5 separate regions of the Mus musculus genome follow, and regions 1, 3, 4 and 5 are each linked to region 2. Evidence: chromatin contacts called from public HiChIP or PLAC-seq and Micro-C data. All regions are on one chromosome and are shown on one strand. The core of a region is the stretch at or near the end of the contact, and the rest is flanking DNA. Distances in the headings are between cores, read along the strand shown.

The links. Hi-C and Micro-C count contacts between places; a contact is called where the count stands out from the background. HiChIP or PLAC-seq counts read pairs in DNA pulled down with a chosen protein or histone mark.
Region 1: a contact with region 2 is called in an H3K4me3 HiChIP or PLAC-seq map of embryonic forebrain, with 4 times the contacts expected there. The contact joins the enhancer-like site here to the promoter of Slc8a3 in region 2. A contact is called at or near these places in 13 of 39 promoter capture datasets (the 3T3-L1 cell line, the HPC-7 cell line, cranial neural crest and 5 more), 1 of 15 datasets of contacts at CTCF or cohesin (embryonic stem cells), 16 of 484 Hi-C or Micro-C datasets (the AML12 cell line, the AtT-20 cell line, cerebral cortex and 4 more), 11 of 115 datasets of contacts at active chromatin or transcription factors (SST interneurons, astrocytes, embryonic basal ganglia and 5 more) and 2 of 9 other capture datasets (adipose tissue and embryonic stem cells).
Region 3: a contact with region 2 is called in a Micro-C map of embryonic stem cells, with 2.1 times the contacts expected there. The contact joins the promoter of Map3k9 here to the promoter of Slc8a3 in region 2. A contact is called at or near these places in 3 of 39 promoter capture datasets (embryonic stem cells, hippocampal neurons and stem cell-derived epiblast-like cells), 3 of 484 Hi-C or Micro-C datasets (all in embryonic stem cells) and 1 of 115 datasets of contacts at active chromatin or transcription factors (embryonic stem cells).
Region 4: an H3K4me3 HiChIP or PLAC-seq map of embryonic stem cells shows a contact between it and region 2, with 14 read pairs. The contact joins the promoter of Slc10a1 here to the promoter of Slc8a3 in region 2. A contact is called at or near these places in 11 of 39 promoter capture datasets (cranial neural crest, embryonic stem cells, frontonasal cranial neural crest and 4 more), 1 of 15 datasets of contacts at CTCF or cohesin (embryonic stem cells), 10 of 484 Hi-C or Micro-C datasets (the AtT-20 cell line, cortical neurons, embryonic stem cells and 1 more), 9 of 115 datasets of contacts at active chromatin or transcription factors (astrocytes, embryonic basal ganglia, embryonic forebrain and 3 more) and 2 of 9 other capture datasets (adipose tissue and embryonic stem cells).
Region 5: a contact with region 2 is called in an H3K4me3 HiChIP or PLAC-seq map of embryonic stem cells, with 13 read pairs. The contact joins the promoter of Med6 here to the promoter of Slc8a3 in region 2. A contact is called at or near these places in 2 of 39 promoter capture datasets (cranial neural crest and frontonasal cranial neural crest), 1 of 115 datasets of contacts at active chromatin or transcription factors (embryonic stem cells) and 1 of 9 other capture datasets (pancreatic islet).

What each region holds. Positions count from the first base shown.
Region 1 is chr12:80,997,537-81,000,341 of GRCm38.p6, forward strand. No RefSeq gene overlaps it. Among named protein-coding and RNA genes, the nearest start is that of Smoc1, 28 kb to the right of the region's middle. Within about 2 kb of position 1,270, at least 50 of the 459 cell types and tissues checked have an H3K27ac peak or open chromatin away from gene starts, as enhancers often do. A contact at or near this core is called in cortical neurons and embryonic forebrain, where this site is marked.
Region 2 is chr12:81,331,856-81,334,646 of GRCm38.p6, forward strand. It overlaps Slc8a3 (solute carrier family 8 (sodium/calcium exchanger), member 3), which reads right to left and starts at 1,325. Exons shown (of 7, transcript NM_001167920.1): 1 at 786-1,325.
Region 3 is chr12:81,779,780-81,782,492 of GRCm38.p6, forward strand. It overlaps Map3k9 (mitogen-activated protein kinase kinase kinase 9), which reads right to left and starts at 1,391. Exons shown (of 11, transcript NM_001174107.1): 1 at 711-1,391. The coding sequence starts at 1,095. Gm46366 (a long non-coding RNA gene) reads right to left here. Exons shown (of 3, transcript XR_001780649.2): 3 at 2,241-2,713.
Region 4 is chr12:80,966,677-80,969,376 of GRCm38.p6, forward strand. It overlaps Slc10a1 (solute carrier family 10 (sodium/bile acid cotransporter family), member 1), which reads right to left and starts at 1,403. Exons shown (of 4, transcript NM_011387.2): 1 at 913-1,403. The coding sequence starts at 1,268.
Region 5 is chr12:81,593,608-81,596,307 of GRCm38.p6, forward strand. Med6 (mediator complex subunit 6) reads right to left here and starts at 1,401. Exons shown (of 8, transcript NM_001347384.1): 1 at 1,333-1,401. The coding sequence starts at 1,354.

The sequences.
Region 1 (2,805 bases), core at 20-2,519, 330 kb before region 2:
GGACTTGGCAAGTATCAGGAGGTTTGTTATTACTTAATTTATCCTCGTAAACCCTCTGTGTTATAAGTGGAGGAACTGAGGCACACAGGGCCTCGGAAAGTTCACCAGGGCCACAGCATCAGTACGTGGGGCAGCAAGGCTTTTGTACCCTGCCACATGCTCGGCACCGTGTGCACTATGCACCCTGTGTATAGTTTCTCCATGTTCTCCATAGCCCTTTGAGCGTGGTGTGATGGACTCTGCCATGCACCTGAGGACTCAGATTTATATAGTTTGCCCAAGGCTATAATTTTACAGGGGCCATGATTCAAATGTGAATTTCCATCTTGCAGGTGCCTGGGGGGTATCAGACAGGGGAGGAGGCCAGGATGACCTTTCCCCTCAGTCACAGTCTTAGGAAGTCATGCAAATGCCTGCCTCATGTCTTTGATTTGTAGCAGGAGTGGGAGGGTGTGTGTGGGAGTGTGTGTGTGGGAGTGTGTGTGTGTGACAGATTTAGACCCAGATGTCAATTTGGGAAAACACTTGAGGATTTGATTTTTTTAAAATAGCCCTCTAAATTGTGGTGTTGGGGAAAAAACAATTACCACCGCCTAAGCAAATGGGGCAAACAATCTTAAAAAACAAAAAAGGGGGGAGCACATTAAATCAGTTGTGGGAAAGCTCATGATGGTGTATTTTGCAGCTGTTTTAAAATATCACATTTTCAAAGACTATGAACGTACAAAAACTCCCTGATGTAAATAAAGGCAGGAGATACAACCAGATACACAATATGACTCTAATTATACAATGATAATTTTATTCATGACTTCTTATGCTCAAAGAAGACAACTAAGGGAAAATACTTGGTAGAGCTGATGGTTTGTTTTGGGCTGTGACATTAAAGGCTATTTAAATTGCTTTAATTATTTTGTTATGCACTTGCCAAATGTTTCACGAAACTGCCCCTCTCCATTTTGGGGTTGAAAATCATCGATGTGGCTTGCAAAACAAGGCATTTTAAAGATGGGGAAACTGAGTTTCAGATCCTCATGAGCAAGGTGGCTCAGGCCAATAGTAAGCCAGGTGTGTTTGCCCAGCTGGTCCTAGCCTATGCAAGGGGGTGCATACGTCTCCCACAGGCACGAGGGAGTGATGGCGCAGGAACTTGTGGCACCCTCCCCCAGGGGCACAGCTGGAGCGAAGCGAGGTGTGGGGGAGCAGCACTGGAGTGGGGGCTGGGTGGAAGCAAAGATTGGGGAACCTTTCAGAAATGGAAACCAGATGAGCCGTTCAAAGGGGAGCAAATTCTCCACGGCGCCCTCCTTTGTTGCGAGCGTGTGAGGCGGCGGCAGCTGCGCGCCTCGCTCCCAGCCCATGGCTCGATGGGGCGGACACGGATAACTGCATTAGATGCACTCAGCTCTTTTCAATAAAACGCTCTTGTTGAAGGCACAATAGGGGGAACGGGGCAGCAACCCCAGGCCGGGCTGGGGGCACCCTGCGTCCCCCTGGAGAGCGGAGAGCACACTCATTTTTCAGGCTCAGCTAATTGGCATTGGACCCGCTGCGCGGTTCCAAAGGAGAGGCAGGCTGCTCAAGTCCACTGTCACCGGAAATGAGGCCGTCCTCCACTCGGATCGTGGGTCTTTAGACGCAACCCAACCGCGGTGCAGCTGGCCCTGTAGGAGGTTCAGATGCCCTACGGAAGACAAAGAGGCCTGAAGGTTCTCCTAAGGGTTTCAGCTCCAAACACCCGGGAAAGAAGCAAGTGACAGCTCTAGGTATCAAATACAGTTTCCAGGCTGGGCCACTTCATGTGTGATGACCCAACTGTCACACCTTTTAAGTAGACTTATTTATTTATTTAATTATTAAGACAGGGTCTCTCTATGTAGTCCTGGGTGTCCTAAAACTCTCTAGGTAGACCAAGCTGGTCTTGAACTCCTAGCGATCCGCCTACCTCTTTTTATTCATTTTAAAAATCAGAATGTTTTCGCCAACCCCAGCACAGACTAGAGGACTGCTTTAACTCCAAATGCAATGTTTACCCATCTTTACAGATGTGCAAATCCAGGCTGGAAAGGCTGCAGGCTTGCTGAAATTGTACACCTGGAGTTTGAACCCAGGTGTGTATGACTTTAAAGCTGGGTGTTTGGCACTGTTGACATTTTAGCTGGGGTCTTTCTTGTGAGGGCTGTCTTGTGTGTGTCTGGATGTTTGACAGCATCCTTGGCCTCTGCCCTTCAGGTGTGACCCCATCCCCCCATGAGTTCAGATTTAGTCAAAAGCCACCCTCCCTTGGGGGAGCTGCCCTTGTTTAAATGGGAGAGCCACCATTTAAAGCACTCCTAACCTGCTGCGTGTGCTGGCAAGCGAGCCTTCTCTGGGCTCATTAATTTAATCTTTTTCGAAACAATAGAATTCCTCTTGGATTCTTAAACATCAGTCCTGTGGTTTGCAGAGCATGTGGCGGAAAGGGTGATTGGAATTAGACAAGGCCAAATTTCATACCGAATCTGAAGGAGCCCAGAGTGCAAGGAAACTTGACTTGGGTGTCTGTCTGCCCACATCCTCACAGGCCCCAATGGGCTAAGAGTGGCCACAGTCCCTCCAACTGTCCCCTTCGTTTCTCTTTACTAAGACTGTCTCAAGCCAGCGCTGGGCACTGGAAGAGCCTAAAACATCAGAGAAAGTCCTGGTGAAGGGTGGCATGAGGGAAGTGGACACTGCCAGGGCAAAAATAGAGCCTTAACCTGGCACTGAAATAAGTAAGGAGGGGACCTCATGTGGGGCAGCCTGTCCTGTTGCTGGTCCACTATT
Region 2 (2,791 bases), core at 75-2,574:
AGAGAGAGAGAGAGAGAGAGAGAGAGAGAGAGAGAGAGAGAGTTGAAGAAAGGAGGGGACCTTAGTTATATACTTTTCACAGCTCTCCAGGCAGCCCTGGATTTCTCAGATCACCAGGTAGCTCTTGGCTGGAGAGCCCTCTGGGATTGGAGGGAAGGGGATACAATGGGACTGCAGTTATGGGCAGGCAGCAATGGAGTCCCGAGATTGGGGTACGTGCATGCGTGTGCGCGCATGAGTTCGTGTGTGTGTGTGTGTGTGTGTGTGTGTGTGTGTCACGCGCATGCGCGCGTCCGCCTAGGGAATAACGCGGTCCCCCTCCTAGCCACTCAGCTCCAAGAACTCACACGCCCTGACACCCGCGACACACACACACACACACACACACACACACACACACACACACACGCACCGCCATGAAGCTTCCTCATTGAGCTACCCCGCCACTAAGTCATCAAACCCAAAACAGGACTGTACACACGTTTCCAGTACTATGGCTCACAGGCATCTCTAGCAGCACCCCCAGCACTCTAGCTTAGACACCCTCCCAGATTTTCCCCCACTACACCGCATATACAACATATTTCCCGGGCACCCTCCCCCACTTTTCTGGCACTAAACCCGCCGCAAGGCAGCGCATACGAATGATCTTGAGAAATAACTTATCATGATTCTTCACCAGGGACCCTCTCTCGGGAGAATATCAGGCTTGGGATCTTGGCAGGCGTCCCCTGCCTCTGCGGTCCTCCAGAGCTTGGGGATTGTGGGCTCATCCCATTACTCACCGATTCCCCTCAGCCTCCAGAGCTCGATGGGCAAGTGAGGCGGGCTAGGAAGGTGCACGATGCCCGCGCCGCCCAGCTCCTCACGGGCCGCAGCGGCTCATCGCCCCCGCGGGCTGCGGGCCGGCTGCAGCGGCGTCCAGGGCATGGCAGTCCGCCGCGGCTGCCGCCCGGAGCTGTGGGCTAGCAGCTGTCAGGGGGCTACCAGGCAGCGCATCTGGAGCAGGATCGCTGGGGCCAGGGCGCAGGGAGCGTTGTACAGACCCTCGGCGGCGTCCAGCCAAGGAGCAGAGACTGCCCGAGTGGCCCAAGCAAGGCCCGGAGTCCCGGCCGCGGTCGCCTGGGGATCCCTATGGGAGGGGTGGGACGGAGAGCAGCGCGGCGCGCCCTGGCGGCTCGGAGGGACCCCGGCGGGGGCTGGCTGCCGCGACGCCCGGGCTTTCCCCGGGCTGGGAGCGCGCGGCTCAGCCTTGCCCACTGTCACCACCGGAGACGTCTCGGCCTCGCCGCGCTCAGAGGGGACGAGCGTAGGGGCTGGTTTCTGGGTGAGCCTAGAGCTTTGCCCATTAAGCCTCCGCAAGGAGCCAAATCAAAAAGCCAATCTCCAAGCCTCCAAACTCGACGTCACCCTATCAGCTGGGAGACAGCTACACCGAATGACAAGCCGCGCATATTTAGCCTCGGGAGCGGAGGGGAGTTTTCCACAGCGCTTCTCAGCGGGCCTGGGACACCAAGCACGGACCTAGCATGCAGAGTCCCAGGAGATTGAATGCAGATGCAAGCCCTACCAAGAAGCCACCAACCCAACCGTTGAGCCTGGAGCTTAGAGCATTGGAGCTGGCTGCAGCTGCAAGGAGTCCTGACCTGGATTCCCGGGAGTTGGTAGTCCTGAAGTCCCGGCAGCAGGCAAGAAGCTCGGCACAGGCTTTCCTCTTGTCCTCGGGAGACGCCACCGCCCGCAGTCCCGAAATTAAGTTCCCTCCAAACACATTGTGGTTTTTAAATATAGCAGGGAATGATTACCCAGGCAAGGTCCACCCAGGCCTAGGGGAAGACTCGAGGGGGATGGAGGTTGGCAATGTGTGTGTGTGTGTGGGGGGGGGGGGACAACGACGACTCCTTTTTCTCTCCCATTTATTCCCCCCCCCCCTTTCTTGGTGCAGAACTCACCCTGTCATTTTCTCAACCCAAGTCAAGCAAGAGCTTTGTGAGAGACGCTTGGGTGAGCACTGCTATGTTGGCTTTGGTGATTTTTAAAGCTAAAAATAAAAGGGGGCTGCCTTTCAAATTGCTGCTTACTCTGGGCCTGGAGACCAAGGCAGAGATGGTCCTTTGATGCAGCATCAGAACTAGGGTTTGGGGCTTGGCTCGAGAGTAGTGCACACACAGCCTTAAATCAGATGCCTGTAATTTCTGCTATATTTGTCACGCGTGGTCCTGGTGGCAGGAGGAGTGGGCAGACATGCCTAAGGATGGGATTGCGTGTCCTCAGCATATTGGTGTCATCAGGCAGCTGTGAAATGAGAGTGGAGGCTGGCCTTTTGCATAGACCCCAGTGTAGATGGGACAGAAACTGCTTCTGCTGTCTGAAGCCAAGCATAAGAGGAATCAGACAGTATCCTATCTCCTGAGCAGAGTTAGTGCCAGTGAATTTGGTTGCATTGTTTGATACCATCCTCACAGAAGGCTATGAAATATACACAATTACTCTTCCACTTTTCGGTTGACCTTTGTTGTCTAGAAGTTAAACAGCTGTCCTAAGAGGACATGCAGCAGAGTCAAGGATGGGAAAGGAGGAGACCAAGTAGAGTCCTACTGACAAGCAGCAAAGTGTGATACCACAAAGCATGTACAACCCTCCAGCTCCCTGACACCAACCAGGGAGAAGGACCTCTTTAACAAGGTTTGGTCCAAAGAGCTTGTACCTGCAAGAGGTAGAAAGCACCCGAACTTGGAAGGAAATATACTCTTTGGGTGGGGACCCTCAGTGCAGTGTTCCTTTAGTAAGT
Region 3 (2,713 bases), core at 141-2,640, 450 kb after region 2:
AGTATGGCTGTATGGGACAAGGACTTAGCCACTGTACCTGCTGATCCTGAACTCCCACGAGGGACAGACATACTTTCTCCCTCTAATTATTTCTCCACTCATAACTTTGCCCCCTCCCCTTGTACACACCTTTCCTAACATAATATTCGGCAAGATTCCTCAGGGTACAACTTTGAAATACAGTACGAGAACCCAAGAAACCAACACGAGATTTCAAAGGCACCTGACTCCTGAGTTCACACACGCTTCCGGGACTTGTGAACCTGCCCAGGCAGGCGGGAGGCACCTCCACTCCTCTCTAGACAAATACCTTTAAGAGGCGGAGACAAGAAACAGAAAAGGTCCGCCGGGTCCTTGATTAGGGAACTAAGGTTACTGGTGACAGTAACCACCTGCTCTCCAAAACCCTTCCAGATCTGGAGGGGCACAAGGGGCGGGGGGGGCGGGGGGGGGTAAGGGGTTGGGACGTAAGGAGACTCCTGCTAGGGTTTCAAGAGTTGCTACTTGAGCGAGTCAGATGACGGTGAAGAAGCCCGGTGTTCCAGGCAGGGCCTGCGACTCTGGAGCTTCTGGGTAGCACCAGCTAAAGCCCCTGCAGCCAAAGTGCCCACCCATGCCCGGGCCAGTCGCTCCCCACTCGGGACTGCTCTTCGCCCATCCTTAGGCCTCAGCCCCCCGTCCCCACCGGGCACCGGTGCCCGCCTTCTTACGCTGAATGGGCGGGTAGCAGCTGGGGTCCTCGGCGCCCGGCTGGCAGCGGCTGGAGAAGGCGCTACGCGGGGTCACGTAGTTGCTGGGGAAGATGCCCACCCGCTGGTTCAGCTGTCCGGTCCACCAGCCCTCATCGCCGGACACCTGCGAGTCCTTGGACAGCACCTCTACCACATCGCCCAGCCGCAGGGTCAGCTCGTCCTCGCCCGCCGCCTCGTACTCGAACACAGCCGTCCAGTAGGGCAGCGCGGCGTGAGATCCCAGCTCGGCCGCCGCCTCCTCCTCGTCCTCCTCCTCTTCGGCCCCAGCGCCCGTGGCATCGTCCCCCGGCGGGGCGGCAGTGGCACTCGCCAGGCAGCCGAGAAGCGATCTGGAGGACTCCATGGAGCGGCTGGTCCATAGGGTGCGGGGCGGCCGCCCGCGGGAGCCGCCGCCGCCTATTGTTCATGCGGCTCGGCAGCGCTGGGGGCTCCGCGCCCCCGACGGCCGCCGCAGGTAGGGCCCGAGCAGGCTGGGCGCGCGAGAGTCGAGGACGCCCGGTGCGCACCGCGAGCGCGCACCGCGGACAGGGGCGCGGCGCAGTCCCGGCCGCCTGGCGCCCCCGCGGGCGGCCTCGCCCCTCGGCGGCTCCCACCTGCTCGTGCCGCCCGTGCCCGCCGCCCGCTGGCCGCTCCCTCCCCTCCCCGCCCCGTGCGCCCCGCCTCCCGCACGCCCGGGACCACCTGACGCGAGCCTGGCTCCGCCCCAGCCCTGCGGACCCGGGGGCGGGGCCTCCAGGATGGGCCCGCCTCCACAGCCAACCCATCCTCCCATTGGCCCGCCGCGGCTGTCCGTCTCCTGAGGGTGGCTGAGACCTCATTGGGTGGCTCCCGAAGGTGAGACCCAGCGTGCGTTCGGACAGTCCGAGCGGGCTGCGGAGCCCTCTGTCTTTTGTCCGCGCCGTTTGGTCCTACGGGCTGCGCCAATTCCCGGTTCAGATGGATCTGCTGTTCCCCTATTTGGCCACGGGGACCAGCTTACGTCCACTGTCGCCGCTACGCACACACTCACACCCCGGAACCTTATGGCTAGCGATGGAAGAACTCTTTCGATTGCTCTGCTGGCCTTAATGAAGACTGTGTTCATCTTTGTAAGAAGAAGTTCCTGGCCATTGTTATTAGAATTCCGAAAGGGGAGGTCTCCTAGTGGGGCTTCCGCAGGCTCGGGAAGTCATGCGGAACCAGCTAGTTTGCGCTTGCCTTGTGAAACTGGCTATATCTAGGACCCTGGTGACTGGATACCCAGTTTCCAAAGACTAAAGGAGTAAAGGCGGGTGCTGCCTGCCATTCTTGGGCAAGGGCTGACCTATGCTATGTCTTTTTGTTACCTGCCGCCACCACCCCCAAGGACCTTAACCTCTTTTACATGTTTTTAAGCCTGTCATAGCAATGGCTTCCATATTTCAGCCATGGTAACTACCAAACTGTATTTCCAAGACAGGCATTGATGTGATTTGTGTAACAAGAGTCAGTACTTCATTGTTTATTTGCTCATTTGTGGTTTTGAAGCAAGATCTTACTGGGTAGGCCATACTGGCCTCTCATTATCTCGCTGCCTCAACTGCCCAAGTCTTGGGATTACAGGCGTGTGCCAATGTGCCCCACCAGACCATTTTTGTTTCATTTTAATTTGAAGTTTAATATTAGGCAAACTGGAGCAATTTGAAAAAATAGCGAGGCAGCTACATGACCTTGGGCAGGTGCCATCTGTTTATCCTTGAAGTGAAGACCGTGGAGGGAAAAGCCTCCTGTGTTTTAGTTTTGGACATCCAGTGATTTGCAAGGGGCTGTGACTACATTGTAAAGGGAGACACTGTGCACATTTAAGGTCTTGGGAAAGGGATGAGATGGTACTGTTCAAGGAGCATCCAGACAGTCCTGGGGACGGAGATCCGGAAGTAAATCCCCTAACGCAGTCAAGTTTATAGGAGGGTCTAACATGTTCAATTCCTGGGAGGGTCAGT
Region 4 (2,700 bases), core at 153-2,652, 370 kb before region 2:
CCCTCTCCTTGACATTCACTGCCACAGTCACAGCTGTGTGAAGGACAGATATTCCACCAAGCCCAAGGAGTCTGGCGCTTCACGAGTGCTACCTGATCAGGATGCTCTAGGCTCAGGCTGGTCTTTTTTTTTTTTTTTTTTGGTTTTTTGAGACAGGGTTTTACTGTATAGTCCTGACTGTCCTGGAACTCACTTTGTAGACCAGGCTGGCCTCAACTCAGAAATCCACCTGCCTCTGCCTCCCAAGTGCTGGGATTAAAGGCATGCACCACCACCACCTGGCTGCTCAGGCTGGTCTTAGCCTTCTCCCTTCTTGTTAGACTGAGTGGAGCCCAGCCTAACCTGGGCAATCGCTGGGGCCTCAATTCTACATAAAGTTTCTTTGGTTGGCAATCTCACCACATCTGACAACTCGGTAAAGGGTCTTAGCAGATACCTTGGATGCCCAGATACTGGAGAAGAGCCTTTGGAGTCTCTTCTCTGCAGGAAATTTAAGATGCTCGTTTGGTTCCAAGTCACCTTGGCCTTCCTGGAATGTTCTGGACCCATTATACCCTTGCTAGATTTTCAGCCTCAGAGCTGACACCCTGCCAGTCAGATGACTGTGGTTCTGAGGAACTCTTTCATCGAAATCTATTCTCCTTTACAGTGATCCTGTAGAGACTTCTGGGAGTTCAGGGGTGTCTAACATACCTCTGGACCAGCTTAATGTTTTTTTTTTCCCCCTGGGATTTAAACCAAAGAGATTCCAGAGGCTGCCCCAATTTAGCATAAACCTTTGACAATCAATGCCAAACTTAATCCAGCTCCTACGTCCCTCCCCGCTCCTGGCTCCAGCCTAGATCTTCTCTAGATCATGACATCTCGGCAGCACCCCATCCCACACCCTTTCCTCTTAACCCTCGGTCCTACCTGAGGTTCATGTCCCCCTTCATGGCCAGGGTGAAGAGGTTAGACAGGTTCCCCCCAGGAGAGCAGCCGCAGATGAGGATGGCCAGAGCCTCAATGCTGGTCAGATGAAAGACCTTGCCCAGAAGGAAAGCACTGAGGGGCATGATACCGTACTGGGCCACTATGGCGATGATCACCCCTTTGGGCTTCCAGAAGTGAGCCTTGATCTTGCTGAACTCCATGGTGCAGCCAAGCGAGAGCATGATGAGCAGCAACATAACTACCAGAATGACGCTGAGCGCAGTGTCTGTGGCCCGGTGGCCAAAGCCAGGCGGCAGGGAGAAATTGAAGGGGGCTGATACGTTGTGCGCCTCCATCCTCCGACCCAGTGAACACCACCTCACTCTCTGCTCCTGCCCTTCCTTGCCCAGTGCTGGCTGGATGTTTTCTTCAGTCCTCTTTCAGGACAGAGTTTCTGGACAAAATGTAGCTGTGGGCAAATAAAAGATTATGCAACCTGCAGAACCACGGTTGTGGTTATAAGACAGCCCATAACCTCATCTCCCCGGATCCCCTACTTTGCTTAAGTTTTCTGACCTCTGTGCCTGCCGAGTGGAGCTCGTACCCAGCACAGGGTTCATTCTTTACCCTGCTGAGCATGCTTCACTATAGCGTCTCTGAGACCCATCCAGGACCTGCAACAAAACATGTCCACCTTTCCCTTTAGTTCCTGCTTCTAGCTCAGTCTCGGAGACCTCAGGTTGTTTCCTGGGAAAAGGTGCCTTCCCTATCCTCAGTGAGTCACCATTTGTTCCCGAGAGAAAGAGACTGTTTCTGCCTTTGCCTTCCTCATCTAAGTGGCAAAGGCCAGAGGGCCATGGGACAGGATGGGGGGGCGATGTGGTGTTGCTGTCTTCAGGAGAGGCTGTGTCCATGACTGTCCTCCTCTGAGACCTTGCTTTGTGCCCATATCTAGACCATACGTGTCCTGTGGGGGTTGGGGTTGGTTGGGGGGTGGCACCATGAATCCCTGAAAGACTTACTTATCTCCAGAGGGGAAAAAACTTTCTGGGGTACGTTGGGCTCTTGGAAGCCTGGAGATTATCCAAAGCCCAGCTCACGAGAAACTCCAGCTGTGGAGAGTAACTAGCTGGTGCCTGAGGTATCCATAACTTGAGAGACTTCAGAGAAGGAAGTGAGGTTGTAGCAAGCTTGAGATGCACCAGGTAAAAAAAATAATTCCACTATTTTTTGGCCATATATAAAGCAAGCTCTATTAAATATTAAATACCAGCCAAGGGGTAGACTTTGGTCAGAACCAGTTCCTGAAATGTTTCAGCTAAGTGCCCTGAGACAGACATGTAGCGGGGGTTTCTAAAGACTAATCTATGCCAGGCGGTGGTGCCACACGCCTTTAATCCTAGCACTTGGGAGGAAGAGGCAGGCAGATTTCTGAGTTCGAGGCCAGCCTGGTCTACAGAGTGAGTTCCAGGATAGCCAGGGCTATACAGAGAAACCCTGTCTCGAAAAAAACAAAACAAAAAACCAAAAACAAACAAACAAACAAACAAACAAAGACTAATCTATAAACCACTTTCCCAAGAGGCATTGTTATTTTTCAAGAATGACAGCTTATAGCATTCTAGGAAGTTACCAGGTTTGTGGGCAGGTGGGGTGTGCAGGTTAATTTTAGGCATTGCAGATGAGTGGCCTTTTCTTACTGCACTCCCAATGGCTCTATTTTGCATGTTGGGCCTGTGGGTCTCATGATGGAAACCAGGTGGGAGGCATGCAACATCAGCAGCATTA
Region 5 (2,700 bases), core at 151-2,650, 260 kb after region 2:
ACAGACCAGAAAAGGGCATCAGATCCCATTACAGATGGTTGTGAGCCACCATGTGGTTGGTGGAATTTGAACTCAGGATCTCTGAAGAGCAATCAGTACTCTTAACCCGCTAAGCCATCTCTCTAGCCCCCTTATTACTAATTCTTATTCCATAACCAGAATCACAGATAATCTGCTCCCACTAAATTGTGAGTTTTTATTCATCAGGAATGAGCATAATAATCACTAAATGCTTCCAATCCATGCCTGAAGGTCAAGGCAAGTATGACTTACTTTATTATTCACAGATCTCAATCAATTTAAACAGCCTCATGTATCCATGGACATTCATCTACAAAAACTGAAATGAAAAGTCAAGTCTGAAAATAAAAGGTAAGTTGTGATCACTTCATAAACAGAATATACCAAAAACCAAGCAGATTTAACCTTCTCACTAATGCAGTCATCACTCTTCCAAGCTACCTCTAATTTCTGTCCATCCCAGAAAAGCCCTGGTTTCGTTTTGTTTTCCTTTTTTTGTTTCTAATTCTATCCCTGACTTTTACACTACTGTCAGCAGCTAAAATGATCTAGTAAAGAAATGCGTAAATGAAAAAAAAAAAAGACAAAGTCAGAATATGCCGTCCCTGTTGACTGTTCTCTCACATTTATCTTTCCAGATCTTCTCTTCTACATCTCCTCCCTATGCCAGCTTCTCTGCCATTCCTCTAAACACCAGACACATTACAATTACGCTAACAAATCTAAGTAATAAGCAATCCACTATGTACATGTATGAAATTGCCAAGAGGAAGAATGAAATATACACAAGCAAAAACAAACTGCTAAACAAAATGCTACCCGACCAAGAAGCTAGTAAGAGGTTGAGTCTCCATTCATTTATTTATTCTTACTCAATGAAAATATACCTCTACTGCTCAGCTTGCCGAAGGCAACCACTGAATGAATGATAAGTGAAAGGTATTATAGGCTAAAATTTAAAATTATTAATAAGAAGACGGGGATTTCTGTCCGGGGACCCATAAGGTGGGATCAGCCCTTATCTTATTCCACTTCTCTCTTCCGAAAAGCTATCCCTTCGCCCCGACATAACGCCCAGCATTGTGAGAGAAACCCCTAAATTGTTTCTAGTTTTTCCGCATCTACCCTTTTAAAGAGACTCGTCAGAAAACGGGAAAGCGCGACCCCTTTTCGTTAGATTAGAGCCTTAGGGTATCCAGGAGCCACTCAGAAGAACTTGAGAGACCTCACAAAAGAGGGTAACGCTGACTTCCGCAAGCTATGAAACCCCAGTAAACCACAATCTGGTAAGGGGAGCATAAAATTAATTACCTCGGATATCCACCGCCGCCATAATTCCAAAAGCGCTATAAGAGCCTCCTTCCGGCGCACAGTAAAGGCGATGACTACCGCGACGGAAGCGGAGGCTGCCGGCCGTACGGTTAGCGGGGAGGTCAAAAGTATTCACGCGGAGCGCGGCGGCAGGAAAAAAAAAAAGTGTTTGGGGGCGGGGATGAGACCTAAAGTGGGTGGAGCCGGGTTGAGCTTTGGTCGTTGGACACGGGCGGGAAAGAAGAAGGCGTGTCACAGGGTGGCGGCGGGGAGGGGAGGGGATTGGGACACGCAGAAGGATGGCGCAGGGAAGGCGGGGCCTGTAGACCTGTGGAGTAAGAAGATAAAGAATGACCCCCTCGCTTAGATGCCAAACTGCAGCTGGCAGAGGTTGTAGTAACAGAGCCAGAACAAAACAAACAAACAAAAAATAAGCAAAGCGTTAGGCCCAAACAGTGGGGAAAGTAATTTCATTTACAAGTAAAGAGGTTAAACAGAGCGCTGCCTCGTGCTCACTACTAACATTCTAAAATTCTCTAAACCAAGGCTTTCACTTGTAATCCCATCTCTCAGGAGGCAGAGCCAAGTGCATAACAAATTTGGGGCCAGCCTGGACTACACACAGAGACAGTATTTTTAAAAACCTCATGAGTATAAAAACAAACTGTTAGACTTAGGAGCTCCGTTTTTCACCTTATCTCAAGCAGAGAAAATCAAGAGACTTTGTTATTCCTGTTATTGAACCAACTAAAAACCTAAACCAGTTAAAAACCTGTAGCATTTTATGACTAAATTTCAAGAGATAGGAAGGGAATTCAGGGGTGAATTATTAACAAGATTAAAAAGAGAAAAGGAACTGGGCGTGGTGGCGCATGCCTTTAATCCCAGCCTGGTCTACAAAGTGAGTTCCAGGACAGCCAGGGCTATACAGAGAAACCCTGTCTCAAAATAAATAAATAAATAAATAAATAAATAAATAAATAAATAAATAAATAAATAAATCAATAAATAAATAAATCAATAAATAAAATTTTTAAATGAGAGAAAAGGAACGAAAAAACAACAACAAAAAAGAGAGAGAGAGAGAGAGAAGAGGAATTCCTTGAGTAGTGTCTAAACACTTGAAGGCAGGGAACAATTCTGTGATGTGAGGAAGCCATAGAAACCCACAACAGAACGTTCTGTCTCTAGTGTGGTTTTCTAAAAGCAAAATGATGGAGATGCTTACAAACAAGATACAGAAACTGAGAGGAGAACCCCAAAACCTGAAGGAAGGAACCTAAATTCACAAAACTAAGGACTACCTAGGCTCCCCCAGCATGTAACCAGAATCCACAAACAAGGCAGGAGAACCATTAATTTAACTGG